Regions from separate parts of the Hordeum vulgare genome. Here regions 1 and 3 are each linked to region 2. Evidence: chromatin contacts called from public Hi-C data. All regions are on one chromosome and are shown on one strand. Each heading gives the region's core, a stretch centred on a gene start, on an enhancer-like site or on the middle of the called end of the contact. The rest is flanking DNA. Distances are from core to core; before and after follow the strand shown.

Region 1 (4,423 bases), core at 1,895-4,394, 560 kb before region 2:
TCGTTGAGTTAGACACTCTTTCTTATCGAAAGGACTACGATTGATCCCCTATACTTGTGGGTCATCACAACCTAAACACTGAACCTTCCGCACCTAATAACTTGACTAGTTTCGGTACCAAGGTCATAGATTGCTGAGTCCCCGTGGCTCACAGATTACTTCAACACACCAACACGTACAGGTACGCCCGACGCAGGTGATCCGGAGGCCACGCAGCTGGCGTGGCAGTACAATGAGGAGAACGACCGCATGTATGTGAACTATCCAGAAGACTGAGGCCGTGGTCGTGATCGTGGGCAAGCATGCGGGATAGCATAGCCTTTTCTTATGTTATGTAGTCCACAGCGGAACTACCTTGTCTGAATAAATGTGTGGATGTAACTCTGATATTATCTATGTGAGATGGCAAACGATTCCCTATTTGTCATTCGTATATTATGTATGAGCTATGTTTTATCTTGCTTGCGAAACGCATAGATGCGATTCTTTCCTTTTGGGGGCATCGCCCCCTAAATAGGAAAGGACCGCATCTTAGTTGTTACACGTTGCCTCTCATCCATGCTCACGCACAACATTGTCACCCTGAAACTCAAACCCTTGATCACAGAGACGTTTTGGACGCTCATCCTCTATGATCATGTTGTGCATGATCACACAAGTTGTCATCACCTCCACAATTTTTTTGTGCTCCATATCTCGCATGATATCGAACAATGCCCCATCGAGATTGAAGCACGCCAAAGGTACGCTCTACATATTTTCTAACACTCTCCTGTTCTTGGGCAAATATATTTCTCTTTACTCTTACAGGATTGGAGACTGTCTTCACAAGAGTAGACCACTGTGGATAGATGTCGTCATCTAGATAGCATCATTGGTGTATTGGTGACCATTGCTCTCAACATTGACCTCTGGGCAATTGCCTTCTGCCATCCTAGAAAACACCGAAGAGCGCTGGAGCACATTGATATCGTTGTGAGATCCGGCCATGCCGAAGAAAGCATGCCAAATACAGAGATCTTCGGAAGCCATGACCTCAAGTATGATAATGCAAGCTCGGACATGGCCCTTATACTGCGCTTGCCAAGCAGAAGGGCAGTTCTTCCACTTCTAGTGCATACAATCTATGCTACCAAGCATCCCTGGGACCCCCCTACCCGCATTCATCGACAACAACCATGTTGTATCGGCAATAGTTGGCTCTCTGAAGTACTCCGACCCAAACACAGCTATGACAGCCCTACAGAATCTATACATGGACTTAAGGCAGGTCGACTCACTCATCCGAACATACTCATCAATGAGATCGTCGGCGACTCCATATGCAAGTACCTGAATGACAACACTGCATTTCTGATAAGAGGAGAAGCCAATCTTTCCAAGGGCATCCGTCTTGCACTCGAAATAGTTATCGTACTCAACCACCTCCTCTCGAATACGATTGAAAACATGTCTAGCAATCCGAAAACGACGGCGGAACAAGTGATGTTTGAAGAGCGGATTTGGGGTCTCGAAGTAGTCTTTCCAGAGTAGGAAATGAACACTCTCCCGGTTGCGATTCGGTGCCGACGTGTGCCCCGGTATGGAGCCCTTAAACTGTGACCGCTCCATACTTACATGGTCATGGACGACCAATGTAGCCGCCACCATCTCCTCATCATCAGATGAAGAATTATTTGAGTCCAAAAGAACGTTATAGAAAAAAAATTGTTCAAGAATTCATCTGGTTTGTCAGTTAATTGGCGAGTTAATCTCTACTCATCGGGTGGCCGAATCGAATAACACCTATTCATCGTGTTAACTTGCCAGACCGATTAAATGGTTTGTCAGACCGATTAAATGGCCCGTTAGATCAATTAATCATTTGTCAGGCCGATTAAACATTGTTGGCCCGCTAACTCATGGGATAAACAAAGCCTGATTATTTGGCTTGTAACCCTTTCTAGCCTCTCTTACTCACAAAGAGCTAGGGTTTAGCACTCCACCCGCTCCTCTCATCCCTCCCGACCTAGATGGCGGTTGACCAGGTCCTCCACGACACGCTGTCGCTTCCCCTATTGCCATGTATGCCGTCTGGTTCTCTTCTCCTTTTGTGCACTCCTACTTGTCCTCCTCCTTCGAGACCCGCACCACCGGCAACCGACCCGTTTAGATGCCATGCGAGCCCGCCATCACCTTTCATCGTGTGCCATCTATTGTTAAAAAAAATGTCGCCCTTTGCTTCATATTTGCATCCTAGATTTTTTTTCTCCATGCAAAATTTGCTTCTATTGAGTTTAAAATTACATCGATTAATGATCGACCGACTAATCTGGTTAATAGGCCGATTCAACGGTTAATCGCTACTCCTAAGTCGAGCGAGCAGCTACTAGTTTATGATTTCCTCAACGTTGGAAAAATACTCGTCATCGGAGTCCATTTATACCTTGGACAAAGCGTGGAACACCTTGCGAGCGTTATGGAAGACTCCTGCTCAAGAGGAGCAGCCCGCCGAGAGAAAGTGGCGGAGCTGGGCGACGACCGCGGGAGACGAGGCTGCTGGAAGGTGAGTCCGTGGGATGGATGGCTGACGGCGATGGCGAAAGCAGCAACGGGGGTCGGAGGCGGGGGGTGCGCGGGGCCGGTCTGGTGATTTGAGGGCGAAGGAGGAAGGGGATACCGACGTACATGACTCCCATGCTAGGGAAAAAGAAGGCCACACAACGCACGTGTTTGCTTCGTGTCCACGACGATGCAAATGCCGCTTAAATTAGACCTGCAATAGATCACAAACGATGAAAAACGAAACACATCCATTTGAATCAACCCATTAAACCAATTTTTGTATTCACGACGACTCAAACGTAGTACCAACACTGTTGAACCCGCACCGCTCACCAAGCACCAGCGCACCGGGAACAAAGAACCGTCCCGTCGCGTCGCGTCCACCCCGGCGGAAAACGACAGATCGCGATGGAATCCTCCCCGACCCACGCGCCTCTGCCCGTTGTCCGATTGGCCTCCCCACCGCACCAGCGAGTCGCACGAACCGGCGCGCGCCACGGGCGCGCGCGCGCGGGCCCACCCGCAGTCGCCGTCGCCGTGGGCCCCCCCCGGTGTTGCGGGAATCGAATCTCTCCTCCCCCTTTCCCCCGGTCCCGTGAGCGACGCATCGCTCCCCAGTCTCTCCGCCCCCCTCTCCCTCTCTCCCTCCGTCCGCCCTCCGCATCTCCTCGCCGCCGCCGCCGCCGCCGCGCCTCTCCCCGGGGAGCCAGGTAGGGGATCCCACCTCGCCACCTCTTCCCTTCCCCCGCCTCCCGAGCCCCTCCCCGTCCGAGAATTCCGCGAGGCGCTTGGGTTTTTGGGTGGACCGTGAGTTTTTCTTTCATCGCTCCGGGAGCGAGCGGGATTCGCTCGCCACCTAATCCGCAGATCCGTGAGCTCCCGAGCTTAGCATGCCGTGCTGGTTTCTCGGCGTTGCTGCGGGTCTCAGGTTGAATTGGGTGGGAAGAGCCGGAGCTCTGTTCTGGGGGGAAATGGCCCTTCTCCTTTCGGAATTAGAAGCATTTCTGCCCGCGTTTCATCCCCAGCGGTCGGAGGCGCGGAGTTGCAATTCAACTCACGGACCAGCTGGATCTGTCCTACTTAAATGGAACAGCCAGCGCGCTTTATTCATGCCGCCCGCCGTTAATTTTGTACTGTGATATCCCAGTCTTCGTTTCCTGAAGTGTAGTTTGGTGTGATTGCGATTTAAGGTGGAAGATGGAGGCAGGCGGCAAAGATGGCAACCCTTTGAAGAATTACCGTATTGGGAAGACCCTGGGGATTGGTTCCTTCGGGAAGGTCAAGATTGCTGAGCATATCAAAACTGGCCACAAGGTGGCCATCAAGATCCTTAACCGCCGGAAAATAAAAAACATGGATATGGAAGAGAAAGGTTGGTAATTTCACTTGCTCTGCTGAGCTCATTCAGTTGGTATAGGGCTTCCTATTCTGTACACCAACATAACACACAATTAGTTTCTTTCTGTGATGTTCTAGTTTTGCTCCTGTTGTATTAATTACCACTCATAAATGGAAATTTGGCATGCTACTATTCTTCTATTAATAACATATATTCCCTGTGATCCAGCTGTTGTAGTAATTACCATTCTCATAAATGGAGTACTGTTGTTTTTCTATCTTTACATTGATGTAGGGAACTATGATTGACATGAGCAAGCACACCAGCCATGTGAATGTAGCACCGCTCTTGATTATCAATTTCGTATAGAAACTGTTTAAGAAAATATTCACTGCTCAAGTGTGCTATTATATAGCTATCATTATTCATCATGTGGAAGGACATATTTGCGTGGTATTTCTCTTTTACTATTGGAAGGGGTAAATGGTTAATTTGCAACCTTGAACAACTTTTTCTTCCACTCCACCGATTATCTGTTAC
Region 2 (4,723 bases), core at 2,111-4,610:
TAGAAGTCGAGAGTATCCACGCAAATACGAATATCAGCAAGGTCGATGCTGCAAATAAGAAGAGTGGCGAAAAATCGCGGGAGAAGTGTGGCGGAGGAAAACCGTAATAACGCAGCCTGCCAGGAAAACGCAGAAAAACAGAGCAAGCAAATCCCCACCGCCACCGGATCCGGCCGACCTTCTCCTCTCTCCCTCCCTCGCACCGAAGCGCGATCGAGCATTCTCCACCCGATGGCTCCTCTCCTCTCACCGCCGCTGCTCGCCGACTTGGTGGCCAAGTCCCATTCCTCTTCCACGGCCGTCCGCTGCTCCGGCAGTGTCCGGCGATGGGCAGTCGCGGGGCCTGCCGGCGCCGGGAGGAGAGACCGCCACCGGAGACGGAGGACGTGGGGGAGGAGGGGCTTCAGGGTGTCCGCGGTGGCCACGGAGCCCCGCAGCCCGGAGGGGGGCGCCGCCGAAGATTACTACGCCGTTCTTGGCGTCGTAAGTGCTTCAGCTTCTTCTGAAGCACTCGTTCGCACCCTTGTGGAAAAACAGTACTCTTTCTTTCCCCTTCTACCGAGCTGCTAATGATTCTTCCATGTTTTCAGATGCCGGATGCAACGCCTCAGCAGATCAAGAAAGCGTACTACAATTGCATGAAAGCTTGCCATCCAGATCTCAGCGGGAACGACCCCGATGTGACTAACTTCTGCATGTTCATCAACGAGGTTTACACGGTAAAATCCTGAGAAATGAAAATCGGATGCTCTTTTTTCAGGGAGATTTGCGTTGCAATCTAATCTATGAAGTTAACATGAGCAAGGGATGAACAGGTACTTACGGACCCCATCCAGCGAGCGGTGTATGATGAGATCAATGGATATACTGCAACAGCAACCAACCCCTTCTTGGATGATGCACCCAGGGATCATGTGTTTGTCGATGAATTTAGCTGCATAGGTACTACTACTACTGATGGCTATAACCTGATCAGGAGTTACTGCTAGATTATCTAAACTGGGTTCTTATTTAAGTTCTGCTGTCTGCTCACATCTATGCAGGATGTAAAAACTGTGCTAACGTGTGTTCCAAGGTTTTCGAAATTGAGGAGGACTATGGGCGTGCAAGAGTTTACAATCAATCAGGAAATGAAGAGCTAATTCAAGAAGCCATTGACAGTTGGTGAGGCCCTTGTCTGGATTATTTGATTTGTATCTGTCCACTGCCGTAACAAACCTACTGAATGTGTATGCTGCCATTTGTGCCAAACAGTATGAGTGTTTTTTTATTTTCATTTAGGAGTTTGTGGCTGCCAATACTAATGCTCATAAACCTCTAAACTTTGTGTATCCAGTCCGGTTGACTGCATCCACTGGACTTCAGCTGCACAAGTTACACTCCTCGAGGATGAAATGCGCAGAGTTGAGAGAGTGAATGTAAGGAATTTCTGCAGTTGGTTAATATGATATCACTCTGCTGTTTTCTAACATACTCCGTAGTAGATTACCCTACCTTGTAATATCATATGATTTGTTTCTCATTTGAGCAGGTTGCATTGATGCTTTCTGGGATGGGGAGTTCATTTGATGTGTTCCGGATGGTAATATCTTTACTCATGTATTACATTTATCTCTGCTTACTTTCTCGTGTGATGATGGATGGGCTGTATGCAATTCATCATAAAAATTAATGTACATATTTCTAAATACGTCCACCTTCTAAAGTTTATTACAGTACTCTATGCAGTTTAAACCACAGTCTATGTAGATCTTTTTTTTCGTGATGAAGTTTATGTAGCTCTTAACATGTTCTGTTATCTTTCCTGCTGTCAGGCAAGTACGCGCTGGGAGAAAAGACAAGCAAAAGTCTTGGTATAATTCTCTGTTCTATACATTATTTCTTTATATCTACATACGAAATCCAGTTTGGGAATGTTAGAATCATAAGCTTTTTATTTTCTTCACACATGAACTGCATGTGTGTTGTCCTGAACATCTGCGCAATGTCCTGCAGAATAAGGTCAGAATGCGGATGAGCCAAGATGATTCTAACAAGGGAAGTTCATGGAGTGATATATGGGGGTCACCGACAAGATACCAAAAGAACGGTAAAGCTAGCATATTTTGCCATTTGCCAGTTGCTCAGATCATTTGGGCTCCCATCCTTTGCCTATCTGTGTTCTAATAATCCTGTTTACATGTTAAACAGATGAGGACACAAAGGAAAGAGTGAAGCGAGCGGCTGCGGCCGCAAGGAGGTGGCGAGAATACTCGAGGAAAGGTGCAGACAGGCCTCCTACATTCAAACTTCCGGAGGCAGCGTCCAACCAGGAGTGAGAACACGGTCGTTACACATCAAATGCGTGGTTCTATGAAGCTTTAGTTAACCCTCCATGTATATATAGTCTAATTATTTGAGGAGAGCTGCATAGCATTTGCTCTCCCGCCCTCGATTCGACGTGTTAGCAGTATCTCTAAATCATGTTCTAGAGTTGGTTGATGATGATCTGTAAATCACCCATAGGATGCAGATCCCAGGTGTAAAACAAGTGTACAAAAGACAGCAGCCCCTGGCTACTCCCACAACGTGTAAAAGTAAAGAAACTTCTTCAAATTTCGATGTGGAATTGTGCATTTTCCATTTTCTGCACAGATTCACAGTTGGCAGATCGAGATTTTTTTTCGAAAAGGAGGCATCGCCCCGGCCTCTGCATCGAGTAATGCATGCAGCCATTGGCAGATCGAGATGTGCAGGAGATTAGATATAATGTGAAACTTAGAAGCTAGGCGAGGTGTATTTATTCAGGTATATGTGGAGGCAAAACAGTGGGAACATCGTACCAAATTCCAAGACTCTGAACTGGTCGAGCGCCTTTTATCTGACGGAGCAAGCAACGGCATGGGCCCACGACCTGAGATGGGCCTTCATGGCGACACCCTCGCCGGGGGCGGGAGGGGGTACCGGCGAGCACCGTGTCGGCGCCGCGATGACGAGCGTCTCCCGCCACTGCTCCTCCTGCCATGCCTCGATGCGCTCCTCGAGCGCCCTGCTTCTCGGATCTGCTCTTCTCGCTCCCAGCGTCACCTCGCCGTCGACGCAATTGGGGTGTTGGTCTTGCCTCCTGGGCGGCTTCAGCTCCTCCGAGCACTGCTTGAAGCGCGGCCGCCGGTGGAGGACGCTGGAGTGGAACCAGAGCGAGTCTAGGCTTGCAAAGATCTCGTCGCCCTCCATTTCTTCTACGGAGTAGCTTCTTGTTTGCTATTGCTACAGGCGGCCGGGGTGGAGTGGAATTTGGAGGCGACGGGATTTTGGGGCTTGGTGTTCGGCCATGTCTGAAGTTTGGAGTGGGGCTGGGGTGGGGGAGAGCTTTTAGTTCGTCCGGCCGGGTGTAACGGCTCGGTGCTTCTCGTCACTGAATGACCGAAAAGTCTACGTTTTGCACAGGTCAGCTTGCTTTCCGCTGGAAATGATGGATGGGCTTGGACGAGCCAATGGACACTGGACCCCTTCCCAGCTGCCGACCACACATGCCTTTTGTCTTTTTGGCGAATGACTACACCTTTTTTTAGGAACACTAGACCTATTATTTTAGTATAGGAGAAAAGTGCACTTTAGAACATCTCCAAAAGCGAAAAATGGAATTTTATCGCGCGAGCGACCGAATCGGCAACTCCAGCACACGCGTAAAAATCGCGTGCCCGTTAAAAACCAACCCACGCCGAATAGAACGTCATCGTGCTTTGTTTTTTCGGACGTGTGCTATCGCACGCGCGACAGAAAGAAATCGCGCGCGAAGCGAGCAACCGCCGCTGAACTCTCCGCTCGCGCCTGCTTTTGCCTCGCCCCGCATCGTCGTCGGCGACTTCCAGCCATGGACGGGTGCTCCGACATTCCCCTAACCCCCTACACGCGCGACCTCGTCGTCGCCACCGCCGCAAACCCTAGCACGGGCTTCACCTCCCTCGCCACCGCCGACGTCGTTGCGACTCCGAAATCCGGCCTCGCGTGCGGGCTCATCGTGCCGCCCCACACGAGGGCGCAGGGTGGCGTCGCGTCGCCGGCGGCTGCGCCACGGAGCTTCGCCTCCAAACGAACCACAGCGGCCACCGCGACCGCAATGGCGATGATGTCCCAAAAGAAGAGGAAAGCGGTGAAGAAGAAGAAGGCGGGAGTGAGGCTGGCCACGCCTCCATCGCCCGAAGCGCCGGAAACCTCACAAATTGTTGCGCCGACGGCCCATGCACACATAGTGCTCGATGAAATGCTCACAAGGTATAATTTTTGTTTTTGATTTGTTGTTGTTGACAGATGTGCACATATGTAGATTGATTTAGTTTTCCTATGTCATATTACTTTGTAGTTTTCATGATGACGCATATATGTCGACTATGGGTGTTGACTCCAACAATTGGTCTCAAACCAATGAAGTAGATGTCGGGACCCCGATCCTAAGCCATAGGAATCCAGACTGTAACACATCGCATCCCTTTGCGGTCTCACGCACGGTTAACCCCACGGCTGCCACCTTACCTTAGCCGGGACCGTTTGCGCCTTTTGACTTACGTATGCAATTGTGTCGCTAGCATTCCAATGTCAAAGAACCCGGGTCGACATAACTAGTCATAAACTCAAGTGGCTCAACTGTAAAGAGACATGCATACATAACCCAACAAAGCAGGTGTCGGTCATCAGCGAGCGTAGACGAGTCGTAGCAAGCTACAAGGACTCCATTACACCGCGT
Region 3 (4,461 bases), core at 926-3,425, 610 kb after region 2:
CCGAAGTGCATCCCAGATTTCTGAATGGAAAAAGGATGGTAGTTTTAATGCAAAAAATATAATATCTAGTGTTTCTTCAACTGGTTGTAAGCAAATTAAGGTTGTGTTATGATAAAACAACAAACATGTATAATATGAGAACACAACAGTCAATATATACACTAACCATTCGCTGGACCAAACAAATATAACATATGCTAAGTGGTGAGTAAATATTTCAAAAAATTGCACGGTCCATCCCAACGATGAAGGTGCAGCACTACAGGAGATTTGTACCACTAAAATCAAGGGCCTGTGTCAACTTCTGTTTTTCAATCCCTTCATATTTGTTTCCTGAAGGACATTTTTTTTGGCAAATCAAGAACTATAAGTTGACATTCCAAATTTAGCATCAACCGTGGACTAAACTACCAAACAACAGATCAACACTAATAATTGTGCATGTATTTCTAAAGTCTAATGTAACAACCTGCATACGGATTTCAGTGTACAGAATCCGCATACAAATTTAGTAAAGTCAGGTTAAAATTCAGAGAGGAAAAAATCCCTGGTCCAGCAAGCAATATAAATTGATGGCAGATAAATGTTCACAACCAAAAAATTAGAGTAATACAGTACCTTTCTGTCCACCATAGTGAGGAGTAGTGTCCCAGAATTCTTCACGCATCTGTTTGAGCTCTACCGGGCTTATTGATTGTGTGTGCTTCCAAGGCTTTGGCTTTTTCAGCTTCTTACTGCTGCCTGAGATCAACAAAAAAAGTTAAACGTTAGTAACTGAATATTTCCAAATGCAGTCACAGGATATCAGCATAAGTAAGCACTGCGTTCATCTTAAACTGAATCAGGCTGGTAATAAGAGTACACAAATCGGCTTCCAAGAACTACTAACAAAGCTTTTCAAATTTCAACAAAGCTACTCTTCTACAAGCCCATTTTGTCGGTGAGTTTGATTTTTAGATGCCTGTTTTATATCAGTCAGTTAACATCCTTCATTTGCTGAACCTTGCAATACAAATTTCATCTTCAGCACCTTGATATAGCAAGTTTACAGCTTGCTGAACATTTAAATTAGTGTAACTAACAGAAAGGATGTGCACCAGGATCAGGCAAACGATTAAATCGTGCCATTTCATTTAATCACTACTCCGTATTAGAGAAAAGTAGTTGGACGAGCTCAAGTATTAGACGAGGACGAAAAAGGAACTGCATGAGAGTGTTTCCTTTTGCTATTGTCATCTCACTCCCATTCAAACATGCTCATGGACTAACACTGATTTTAAGGCCATTTTGCCTAATCAAAACAGGCATATTTCCAACTTCTGAACCCCCAAAAGGAATATCTTTCCTCTAGCAATAAAAAAACTTCATTTCAATATGTTTTTCGTCGTGTCACATCTTGAATAATGTCGCTAGGTACTCTGTCCTACGGAGCAACAAATCGACAGTCCCATCGCCTTCCACGATAATTGTATATGTTCTCCTCACTAACCGGATGTTAAACCTTTTACATCGCAGTGCAGATGGAGAACAGATCACCTATCAATTGGCTTTTCATAGCACACATATACTCTCTTCACCAGAAATTGTAACACTGATATGTTGATCATGGTGATATTAACACCTCTTCTATTCCAATCATTGTTTAATTTGGCCTTAAGAGTTGGGTTAACTGCCAACATGAGCAGAATTATCGCAGCCACGCATCATCAATCGAATCTGCTAAGCAACGAACACCAGGCATGGCGGAGTCAACATAACAATCACAAGCGACATGGCAAAAAAAAACGATGACATTAGGCCAACTAGTTGGTCTACTTCTGATAGCGGTTCTGGGGACCAAATCAGCAAATTGCCCAAGATCTCAACCATTAACCCACGCCTAAGAAAGCATTGACAGAATGGAGAAAGACAGGTTAAGAGGAGAGACCGTCAGATTTAGGGGTGGATCCGGCGCAGCCCATGGCGACGGACGATCAGAGGGTCATCGGCGGCCCCCCTTCGAGAAGCTCCTGGAAGCGGAGGTGGCTCACGCGTAAAGGCTCTGGACTGCAGGGTCGACGCAGGAGAGGGAGGTGGACTGAAAACCGAAAGCGGAGCTGGAGTGGAGGATGGACGTGTCAGCCTGTCAGGATGTGGCTATGCTAGCCAACAAAACCTAGTGCGAGCATAGCTGGTGGCCATGCGGTGGTGTGGTGTTCTTTTTTTTTTTTCAATACCCAAAGCTTGCATATCATTGTATTGAGATAGAAGAAGATTGAATCAATATGTAAGATGGTACAACACATGACAACATCTCTTCCTAATCTCCCCTAATAATAAAGCCCGCAGCGCTTCCATCGTACGTTGTCGGTCATTTTACAGAAAAGCCCTCGCAGTTTCAGTTAATTAACCCGCAGTCCAACTTTAAGTCAGAACGAACCGTTTTCTGTCCTTTTGCAGAAAAGTCCTCACAGTTTTAGATAATCAACCCGCGGTCCATCTTTTAGTCAGTGTCGAACCGTTTTTTTTGCATTTTACAGAAAACTCCTTGATGTTTCACGTAATCAACCCGCCGTCCCTATTTAAGTCAGCCGAAACGTTTTTTTGTTTTTTTAAAAAAACCTGACTTTTCAGTTAATCAATCCATATTTTATCTAAAACAAAATTATCCAAACCGTAAACATATTATATATGAAATTTGATTGAAAAAATATGTAGAATCTAAATAGGATGTTATTTTTAGCTGTTAAATACTTCTTAAATATTATTTTTGGTGCAAACTTAATCTGTAATGCACTGTCTTTTTTTTATCTCTTTCCGACGACCATACGAATTGCAATAAATATCCATTAAATTAAAATCAAATTGAGAGGAAAGAAAACATCGTTAACCACACATGCACACCTTTGGAAAATCTCGTGGGGAGAAACAACATATTTCTCATCTTATTCCGAGTGATTGTACATTCAAACGTGTTTTCGTTGTGTGAGCAATCAGGCCATCGTCGACAACACAAATGTGCTAATATATTACGTTCAAAGCGTGTGTTATTTTCTCTTCCGTTGCAACGCACGGGCTTTTTTGCTAGTAATAATAAAACGCGGAGCGCTTCTGCCGTCCGTCATGGCAATTTTACAAAAAAACCCTCTGTTTATTGGTATTCAACCCGCAGTCCTTTGATAAGTCAATTGAATCGTTACGGACAAGAGAAAAGAAAAAAAAACGCACGGTGACCTTGCCTTGCATCTCCACCTCCCACGCATCTCCACCTGTCGCGCGCCACCGGCCCCCGCCGCAGTCCCCATCCCCGCCACGCGCCGCCGCAGCCGTCCCCTACCGTGCCCCGCTGCAGCCGGCCCATGCCGCGGGGGGAGAGGCTTTCCCGTCCGTCTGCCCCTCCTAGGGCCCGATGCACCCGATGTCGCGCATTCGCGGACGCGAGCCGCCGCCCCCGCCGTCGCCGTCATCGGGAGGATGATACCGCCGACGGTCCCCGCCGCCCCTGCCGCCGCCCTCCCCGCGGCCACACCACCACCACCAGCGCCGGGCCCGTGACCCGCTGCCCTCGCCGAGGCGCAGCAGCCCCGAACGGCCGCCGCCCCCGCGCCGATTGGACGAGAAGCCCCTCCCGCCGGCGGCGGCCGCGCTCGTCGCCTGCGCCGAGCGGCGCTGGCGCACCGACGTGCTCCTCGAGGCCGGCCGCCTGGCCGCCCACTATCTGGTCGCGCAGGGCGTCCTCCCCGAGCACGTTCTCCACGCCCGGGAAGACCCCAACCCCAAGCAGCACCACGTTCTCCACGCCAGAGACGATCCCAAGCTCGACAGAACTCGTGCGATCTGTGAAGTGACTGAGATTCCCGGTGATCCTCCTGGAGAACATGCTTGTGATTCTCTGCCTGATTTAGTTGGTCAGATGAGCCAACACGCATATTATGATCCTCCAGATAACCAAGTTCGAGATAAACATGCAGATGAAAACCAACATTTGGAGGATGATCAGGTACTTCTAAATCAGGGTATTGGCATTCATGATTTAGATAAGAACTACCAGAACAACGAGCAGATGCTTGTAAATCAGAGAGCCAATGAGCATGGACATGGTGATCAACAACTTGAGAGCGAGCAAATGCTTTTAAACAATGAGGAAGCAATGCTAAAGCAAGATGCCGAGGAGCAGGTGGAGAATGAGCAGTTGCTACCTCATCCTGCTACAGACGTTAATCACCGGATTAAGGAGGAACAAATGCTTCTAGATGATGTCACAGTTGTGCATGACTTGGATCATTGTGATCTGAATAGATCTGACGGTGTTTGCTGTTTTTGTTGATATAGGCCAAGGCAAATGACTACCGTTCTAGGATCTCTGGCAGCTAGGAGGACGCAAGATGCTGATGGCAGCAGCAGCCTCAACTATAATAGAAAAAGGAAGCGAAGAAAGAATAATTTTCCATCTAATGATGACTTGAATGGGAAAGAAATATT

What was found. Hi-C and Micro-C count contacts between places; a contact is called where the count stands out from the background.
Region 1: a Hi-C map of leaf shows a contact between it and region 2, with 2.4 times the contacts expected there. The contact joins the promoter of LOC123444336 here to the promoter of LOC123444339 in region 2. A contact is called at or near these places in 2 of 6 Hi-C or Micro-C datasets (leaf and seedling).
Region 3: a contact with region 2 is called in a Hi-C map of leaf, with 4 times the contacts expected there. The contact joins the promoter of LOC123440204 here to the promoter of LOC123444339 in region 2. A contact is called at or near these places in 2 of 6 Hi-C or Micro-C datasets (leaf and seedling).

The regions. Positions count from the first base shown.
Region 1 is chr3H:471,944,418-471,948,840 of MorexV3_pseudomolecules_assembly, forward strand. It overlaps LOC123444336 (serine/threonine protein kinase OSK1-like), which reads left to right and starts at 3,145. Exons shown (of 11, transcript XM_045121023.1): 1 at 3,145-3,254; 2 at 3,735-3,916. The coding sequence starts at 3,742.
Region 2 is chr3H:472,499,815-472,504,537 of MorexV3_pseudomolecules_assembly, forward strand. It overlaps LOC123444339, which reads right to left and starts at 3,361. Exons shown (of 1, transcript XM_045121026.1): 1 at 2,747-3,361. The coding sequence starts at 3,213. The coding sequence ends at 2,857. It overlaps LOC123444338, which reads left to right. Exons shown (of 9, transcript XM_045121025.1): 1 at 1-483; 2 at 591-719; 3 at 816-942; 4 at 1,044-1,164; 5 at 1,337-1,418; 6 at 1,532-1,582; 7 at 1,815-1,853; 8 at 1,996-2,089; 9 at 2,191-2,601. The coding sequence starts at 46. The coding sequence ends at 2,318.
Region 3 is chr3H:473,113,438-473,117,898 of MorexV3_pseudomolecules_assembly, forward strand. It overlaps LOC123440204 (ubiquitin domain-containing protein 2-like), which reads right to left and starts at 2,176. Exons shown (of 4, transcript XM_045116773.1): 1 at 1,928-2,176; 2 at 619-741; 3 at 1-20. The coding sequence starts at 1,961.